Regions from separate parts of the Sus scrofa genome. Here region 1 is linked to region 2. The links are chromatin contacts, called in public promoter capture Hi-C maps. All regions are on one chromosome and are shown on one strand. The core of a region is the stretch at or near the end of the contact, and the rest is flanking DNA. Distances in the headings are between cores, read along the strand shown.

Evidence for each region. Promoter capture Hi-C pulls out the DNA fragments that hold promoters and counts their contacts.
Region 1: a promoter capture Hi-C map of liver shows a contact between it and region 2, with 8 times the contacts expected there. The contact joins the promoter of C4H1orf226 here to the enhancer-like site in region 2. A contact is called at or near these places in 3 of 5 promoter capture datasets (fetal liver and liver) and 7 of 47 Hi-C or Micro-C datasets (brain, embryonic fibroblasts, fetal liver and 2 more).

The regions. Positions count from the first base shown.
Region 1 is chr4:88,469,540-88,473,929 of Sscrofa11.1, reverse strand. C4H1orf226 reads left to right here and starts at 2,189. Exons shown (of 14, transcript XR_002343372.1): 1 at 2,189-2,497.
Region 2 is chr4:88,397,147-88,401,526 of Sscrofa11.1, reverse strand. The region is part of intron 1 of C4H1orf226; the gene reads left to right. Among named protein-coding and RNA genes, the nearest start is that of C4H1orf226, 72 kb to the left of the region's middle. Within about 2 kb of position 2,961, at least 11 of the 83 cell types and tissues checked have an H3K27ac peak or open chromatin away from gene starts, as enhancers often do. A contact at or near this core is called in fetal liver and liver, where this site is marked.

The DNA of each region.
Region 1 (4,390 bases), core at 940-3,439, 73 kb before region 2:
GGGGTGCATTTCCTCAGAGAAAATTATTTTTGGCTCTTACTATTATTTATGAATGTAATAAAGTCTATACAGCATAATGCATGTGATTAACTTGGTTTAGTCATCAGCTTGCTTTTAGACAAGGAGATATCCCAGAAGATGCTACATCTTGACCAGTAATTTCAGCAGACAGGGAGTAGGTAATACATAGGAAAGGGCAATTGTACTCTAGCACTATGGGACAAAATGAGAAATAAGATTATGGCAATAATGTGTACTCTTATATATACTTCAAATTGAAATGGTATAGGAAGACACGCTTTTGCGAATTTTTTTTTTTGTCTTTTTCTAGGGCCCCACCAGCGGCACACAGAGGTTCCCAGGCTAGGGGTCTAATCGGAGCTGTAGCCGCTGGCCTACACCAGAGCCACAGCAACACGGGATCCAAGCCGCGTCTGCGACCTACACCACAGTTCACAGGCAACACCAGATCCTTGACCCACTGAGCTAGGCCAGGGATCGAACCCGCAACCTTATGGTTCCTAGTTAGATTCATTAACCACTGAGCCACGATGGGAATTCCTGCAAATGATTTCACTGTGGTGTTTTATGGTGGTTCCAAGCCCTGACTATACAATAAGCAGTCATTTGATTTTCAAGCTGCCCTTTGTGGACGTGTTCACAAGGCATTAAAAGCCGGTTTAAGTTGATGAATTCAACAGAGGAGCTGACCATCTGGTCTCAGTGATCTCAGGTTGGGCTGGCTTTGGCATTAGCTTATTTGGTTACTTTTGATGACTCTAGGGTAATATAAAGCCATGTAGAACATAGTTATCATGCACCTCTACCTGTGGGGTTTGACAGATACTAAATAATTGGTTACTAATTACTCCTATGGGCCCTTCCTTTGCACATTTTTGCATGGCAAAAAACTCTTGATGTAACAGAGAGAAATGAATGAGCTTCTTCTTAACCACATCCAAGCACTTACTAAGGTAGGAAGAATAACATAAATTAGAAATATCTTGGATGAAGTTCCCATGGCTCAGCGGAAATGAATCTGACTAGCATCCATGAGGACGCAGATTCAATCCCTGGCCTCGCTCAGGGGGTTAAGGATCAGGTGTTGCCATGAGCTGTGGTGTAGGTCACAGATGCACTCGGATCTGCCATTGCTAGGGCTGTGAGGTAGGCTACAGCTCCAATTCAGTCCCTAGCCTGGGTACCTCCAGATGCTGAGGGTGTGGCCCCAAAAAGACCAAAAACAAACGAACAAAAAAACACCCCAAAACCTTGTAAGTTCATTTTGTCCATACCCAGGTATAGGCTGTCTAAGAAAATAAAAAGGTGTAGATTCTTCCTTCTCTAGTACCCCTTTTGGCCTACTCCATTTCCACAGGGCTTATGGCTTTTAACTATTAAAACTATCCCCAAAGGCATCCCCCAACCCTCCCAATACACAACTCACAAATCACTACTCAAAAGAACACAAAACACCTGCAATAGTCCCCCATTTGGTTACAGTCTTCATTCTCCAGAGAACGGGAACTCTCAGAATTAATAATCTAAATGTATTTGGGCCAGGACTTGGGCCTTCCAGGTAGAACGCAAAAACAAAACAACAAACACAGCCCCTCCCCCCTCCCCAAACAAAAACAAACCTCCAACCCAAAGGCGCCACTACTGCTAACTATTAGTAGTCTGGCTCAGAATCAAACTGTAAAAAACAAAAACAAGACTGTGCCCGTGTTCCTGAGACCCCGGCTGGCTAGGGCCAGGGCGAAGTTCTCGGGGTCGGGCCGCAGGACACAACCAGGACTGGGCGCGGCGCTCCCAGGGACTTTCACCTGCTCCGCGGGCAGCGCGGGGGCGGACCCGGCGACAGGCGGGGCCTGGGCGCCCCGCGGGAGGAGCCGGCCCGGGCCCGCCCCGCAGGAGGAGCCGCTCGCCGGCGGCTGATCCGGCGTCTCCGTGACAGGCACCCTGCTCCGCCGCCGCCGCCACCGCCGTCGCCTTTTCTTCCTCGTCCCGGGCTGCCCGCGCCACTGCTCCCAGGCCGGCGCCGCGCCCAGTCCCACCGCGGGCCGCGCGCCCACCGCTCCCCTCCCCCGGCCGGGGCGCCGCGCACGCCCGCCCCCGCCGCCGCCCCCGCCACCCTCCTTGCCGGCAGGAATTGCGCGGCCACAGCGCCGCTCGCGTCGCCCGCACCCGCGCCGCCCGGCCCTAGGCGTTGATCGGAGTCCCGGCTTCCACCGTCGCCGCGCGGCCAGGGCGCACTCCGCCCCGCGACCCTCCGCTTGCGCCCCATCCACGAGCCGCCGCGCTCGGCTCCCATCTCCCCTCCCCGGGGTCCTACCAGCCCCTTCCTGCCACCGCCGCCGCCTCTGGAGGAGCCGGTCCACCGAGGGTCACCATGCCCAGCAAAACCAAGTACAACCTTGTGGACGATGGGCACGACCTGCGGATCCCCTTGCACAACGAGGACGCCTTCCAACACGGCATCTGCTTCGAGGCCAAGGTGAGGGGGCCCTGGAGAGGGGACTGCCCGGAGAGGGCATGTCTGAGTGAATGGGATGCGCAGAGCTGGTGGGTTAGGCTGATTTGAGGGCCTTTCTGTTAGGGAGGGTGACTGCCCCTTCCCAGTATAGAATTCTCTGGGCTTCTGCCCAGAACTGCTAAAGAGCAACTGCAAAGTTTGAGCGGTATTGCTTCACCCCTTCTCCCACCTGCAGACTCCCCCATCCTTACCCGCCCAGGACTGATTGAGTTACTTCCCATATCCCTCCTTCTGAGGAGGAAAAACCAGTGGGTGTGCGCAGCCCGGCCGTGGTTCTTTAGAATCGGTTTAGGGAAGCTCTGATGTTATTTAATCATTGGGATCCTGTGAGAGAGGTGCTTTCAGGAAAGTCTTTTAAAGGGGAAATACCTGCCTCCTGATTGAGGAAAATAATACAGGGTGGTTTTTGTTTTTAGATTCCAGGTAACCTGGGCCAGGTGTCAGAACCACTTCCTAAATGCCTTATTTGCCAAGACTCCTTTGCGAGTGCCAGGCATTGAAGGGGGGAAGTGTGGTGAAAGCTGCCCATTTGCTAGTTTTGTGGCATAAAGTTAAGTTTCAGCAACTAGTAGGGGACAGCTGCTGGAGAATTTATCAGGGGTGACTGGAATTTTCAGCTCAGAGCCCCAGGTCTATCCTGGGGGGCGGGGGCGGGGTGGAAGCCTCTGTACTGGACCTTCAGGTGTGAATAAGGCGGGCCCCCTGTGATGCCCTTCCCGAGTGAGGAGTTCTGGTTTCTGAGATTACAGCTGGGACTCCCACTGCCCATCACATGGGAAGAGTGCTTCTGCTCTTCCTTCATGCTGCTTGATGCCCTCCCCCCAAGACTCAGGCACCTACTGTGTGCCTGCTATTGGTAAATAGTGCACTTCCAGTAGGTTGTGTCTTGCTGGTTTTGATATGGAGACAATTTTCTCTTCATTCCTTTTTTTTCTCCTTCATGACTTTGTAGATGCAGGGTGTTTGCATCTCAGGCAGGGATTACTCCATCAGGTGGCAATTTCCTTCAGTTCATGAAACATCTTTTCTAGTGTTTGATATGAGCCCAGTATGGTCGGTTATCTTTTAGTTTTTTCCTTTTCATGGAGATGTGTGAATTGGTGAATCTTACCTTTTTAAAAATAACCTTCCCTCAATCATATTTGCTGGAGCTGGGAGGACACCCTCTGTTCCCTGAGACATCAAACCCTGCAGTGGAATGCAGAGCTGAATTTCTGGGTATGGTTGGGATCAGAGTGGGGCTGTAGCCAAGATCTTATCTCGCTTCTCTCAGAATAGATCTGGTTGGTCTAAGATAGGATGTTTGGGTTAATTTTTGTCTGGGCCTGTTGCTTTCGTAAGCAAGTGTTTAAATTTAAATTATGAGTTTTCATTACGGTCATGATTTAATTTTCTTGGACATGCATAAGCTGGGAAATTGGCTTTTGTCTTGTTTGATTTGCCAGTGCTCTGTTTTGCAAGAAAGAAGAAGAGAAATTAGAATGAAAGTGTTTTTAACCTTTTTATTCAATTCTCATAGTCTCTGCATTTGGTCCTAGCTAGGTCTGCTAAACGAGCATGCATAAGAATCACCAGGTGAGGTTGTTAAAAGTCTGATTCTTGCCACACCTTCATTCTAATATGATACACCCAAGTGAGAGCTGGGAATTGTGTACCTCTGAGGAGCATCCCAGGTGATTTAATGCAGGTGATTGGGACCAGACTTTGAAAAACACTGGGCTTGAAGCTTGCCTCCAACTCCCTGGATCTTACCCTCCGTTTTCCAACATGCAGTTTTTCTTTCCTAAGCAAATGTCTGGAGGTTGCGTGGTGTAGTTCCTATAGTAACTTCCCTGGATTCACATGCAGTAGTGC
Region 2 (4,380 bases), core at 1,712-4,211:
TTCATTTGTATTTTTTCTAATAATTCAGTACTAGTAAGTGAGGTGTTTCCCAGAGTTCTGGGAAATTATAGCAAATTATCGAACCTGAGAGGGGTCATAGGAACCCGTAATTTTTGGCTGATGGTCCAAAGTATGGGAGGCCTCAGACCTGTGATTAGCATCTGAGGTGGAAGGGCAGTCTTGTGGGATGGAGCCTTTAAATGGAGTCTGTGCTAACTCTGGGTAGTTAGTGTCAGAAATGAGTTAGCTTATAGGATACCCAGTTGGTGTTGCAGAAGTGGAGAATTCTGTGGTGGGAAAAACCCACCCATTTGATATCAGAAGTGCTGGTAGTAAAAATAGTTTATAGATTTTTAACAGATCAAACTGAACTTGTAGATCAATTGGGGGAAATATTGCCATCTTAACAGTATTAAGTCTGAACAACGAACGTAGGAAGTCTATTAATTTATGTTGTCTTAAATTTCTTTCAATTAAGATTTGTAATTTTCAGTGTACATCTCAAATTTATTCCTATGCATTTTACTCTTTTTGAATACTACAATGTGCTGTTGTGAATAGAATTGTTTCCTTAACTTTTGAACTCATTCAAAAATTGGTTCTAATAAGGGCGTGTGTATGTTCCTTAGGATTTTCTATAGAAAGATCATGTTGTCTGTGAATAGAGATAGTTTTGCTACTGCTTTTTTCAGTCTGGATGCCTTTTGTTTCTTTTCTTACCTAATTTCACTGGCTAGGACTTGGAGATCAATGTTGAATTGAAGTGTTGATGAGTGTGAACATCTTTGACTTGGTCCTGATCTTCGAGAAAAAGCATTCAGTCCTTTATTTTTAATATGATGTTGGCCTGGATTTTTGTAGATGCTTTTTATTAGGTTGAGGAAGTTCTCTTCCATTGGTAATTTGTTGAGTGTTTTCATCATGAAAGAATATTGCTTTTTTGTTACTTTATGTCTCTTAGGAAGATCATATATGGTCTTTGTCTTTTTATTCTATTAATATGGTATGGTACATTAATTGATTTTTCATATGCTGAGCCAGTCTTGCATTCTTGGGATAAATTCTACTTGGTCATTGTATATAATCCTTTTTATATGTTGTTAGATTTGTCTTGCTAGTACTTGTTTGTACTTGAGGATTTGGTGACGGTTGTTAAAGGCGGAAGCATACATGGCATATTATTACCATTCTTGCTGCTAACAGTGTAGAAAGCTTTAGAAAAATCCCAAAAAATCAGCCTCAAAGGCTCAAAATGCAGAGTAGTAACCTGGAGACATTTCTCAAGGAGTCATTGCTGATACTAGCTTATATTAATTGATGTATGTAATGGTTATTATGAATCTTGAAGAAATACGTTTGATTCTAATTCAGAGTCTCAATTCTTAGGGAAGAGTATAATATATTTTAGGACAATTTCTAGTCAAGAAAGAGAAAAGAGAGAAGGGAAAAAGTTGGTGATTTAATAGGGGTGCATGCCAGTTATCTGGAAATTTTACTTGGTTGTGGGCTTTCGTTCATTGATAAAAGACCATTGTACTTGAGAGTCTGTATCCCCAACTCCAGGAAGGTTTTTCTGGTCAGATTATTCATCTGAAGGGAAGTGTGTGACAAGGTATTTACCTCAAACTGAGCCTATCTTGTGAGGTTCTGTGAGCAGTGTCATAGGGAGCCATTCCTGCTGGGGGTGCTGGTCATGGTGGTGGGGAGTCTCTCCATGTCTGTGTGGTTTGGTTACTGGTGACACTCTCTGATCAGGCCCTTCATCCCTTCCCTCCTATTTGAGCCTCTGCCTGTTTGGGTTGAATTCTCACTTTCATCCTCCCCTTAACTCCATTCCCTTTTTTTTAAATGGCTGCACCTGCAGCATATGGACGTTCCCAGGCTAGGGGTTGAATTGGAGCTGCAGCTGAAGCTTCTTACGTCACAGTCATGGCACAGCCAGATCTGAGCTGCATCTGCACCTACACAGCAGCTTGTGGCAATGCCAGATCCTTAACCCACTGAGCAAGGTCAGGGATTGAACCTGCATCCTCACAGACACTATGTGGAGTTCTTAACCCACTGAGCCACAAGTGGAGCTCCCTCCCTTCCATTTTGGATCACCTTGTTTTATGCACAATTGTTAGTCTAAGAGAATCCAAGAGGGCATTATTGTAAAGTGACAAATTTGGCATCTTCAAGTCTTGTTGGCCTACAAAGCAAGAGGTTTGATATAAAGAACATCATCTTTTTATATGATATTTTAAAAACTTTACTTTGACCTTCCTTATCTAATTTTGTTTCTTGTGACAGCCTTGACTTAGAGGCAGTACAGATACTAGCTATATAGCCTGTGGATGAAACAGGTTCGGAGAGTTGAAGTACTTAGAATTTAGCAGGTATAGAGTGTTGGTGCTGGGAGGCCCCTCTCTAATGTCATCCTGAGGTCTTCTCATCACTGTGCTTCTTCAGTTTCCTGGTCCTCTCCAATAGTGGAGTAATTTTTTCCTTCCTTCAGTGTCACTGCTCCATTTTCATAATGAACATCTTCAGTCCCATCCCCAAAAGCATTCAGTGAATCAGCGATGATCTCCCTTTTTCTACAAATCTTTATTCCCTGCAATTTTTCATTGGTTTGTTTTTGACCCCTTAATCATTCTGGTATCTGCACACAGGCTTCCTTGTCCAGCTCAATTTGAGTTTAATGTTGTGAACCAGGCCTTGTTGGAGCACTGGTGTATGTTCGCCCGGACTGCTTATTTCCTACTGTAATTTTGGTGCGTCAGTGCAGGGTAGGGAAACCCACTTTGGTTCTGATTCTGCCACTGACAAACTATATCCTGTTCTCTTTGAGCCTCAGGTTTTCCTTCTGTAAATTGAAGTGTTAGGTCAAATGACCTTTAAGGCCAATTAAGCGCTGCAGTTAGGTCTGACCTTCCTATGATTTCATCATGTTCCTTGTTGATTGCTCCATTCCTGGCTTACCTGGTGGCTTTACTGGAGATGATTTCATCATCATGGAACGTCAGTGTTTCTCTTTGCCTCTCACCATGCCTTGGGCTTCCCCCTTTTCCTTTTTTTTCCTAAGGCAAATAACCTGCTGCCACGTAAGCATCCCAGGTGAGTGAGTGGGGTGGAAAACGCTCCCTGATCAGAATGTAGCCCTAGTAGCCTCTGCTCCACACTTGCATCTAATGCAACCCAGAGATCTTAACTGCCGAGCTAAAGGCTTTCATTCAAGAGCTAATAGTTGGAAGACCTGAACAGGCTTTCTGTCTTAACTGCTTTTTTCTTTCCTCTTTGCTGTATCAGTCAGAGGCTTCATAATAAGAAAAATAATCAAGCCAATCCATCTAAGCTTTTGCTTATGGAGACTAAAAGAACCCAAAGAGGCAGCCTCTCCGTGGGCACATTGAATGGTTCGGTCTTACCCTCTGTGTGTTTTAGAGAATCGCAGGGCATTAGCTGCATAAAGACAAGTCACCACAATTATTTATTTTGCACCCAGCCCCTTAATGTTGAGGAGCAGGAAGGATTCTGCTGTGATCTCTGGCACATTCATTGGCCCCCGCTGAGCCCCTGATCAATAGTGACACAGTTACATCAGATGGCCTTCAAATAGTACTTCCTTTTTCAGATGGGCTGGGAGAGAGAGGAAGAAATATAAGTGCCTCATTCCTCTTAGACTACAAATAAATAAAGATGTGGTGTGCAGCTGCATTTCAAGCATTTTGGAAGCTTTTCTGGTGTGTGAGTGTTGGGGGGGGCGGTTCGGGAGAGAAGAGGGGAGAGGAAAACCTGCACTGAGGCCTCTGTCTTGTTGCAGGCGGGGGTAAGGACCCCAGTAAAACTTCTAGGTCCCCGCTCCCTGTCCTGCTCACCTCTGCACCTGGAGAGCAGACTTCAGAAGTGGGGAGTGGGAACCCTCGAGGCCACTTTTCTCTTTTTCGTCCCCTCCCCCCAGAGCACTTAGTAGAAGGTCATTGGCTGAGTGAGTGCCCTGGAATCTGGGGCCACTGCTGCCGCTGCAGTTAATGCTGCTTTGTTTCATGCTAAATGAGGCGAGAACTTTCACCCAGGTCACATTCATAATCCTGCTCAGCAGGACGCTCAGCTGTGCACCAAGAGCAGTTTCTGCAGGCCAGGAAGAACTGGAGCAGTTGTGCTGGCTTGGAGTGGGGAGAATGGGATTTTTGACTCCAGTTCTGCCCTGAACTGTGTCCTTGGGCAAGTCATGGAACTTCTGTGGGTGGCAATTGCCTCTCACTCATTCAGTAGATAATTTGAGTCTTACTCTGCCAGGCAGGCCCTGTTCTAAGGGCTGGAAATGCAGGAATATGAGGGCAAGGTCCCAGACCTCAGGGAGCTTCCATCTGTTGGGGAAGGCAGATAGTGACCATG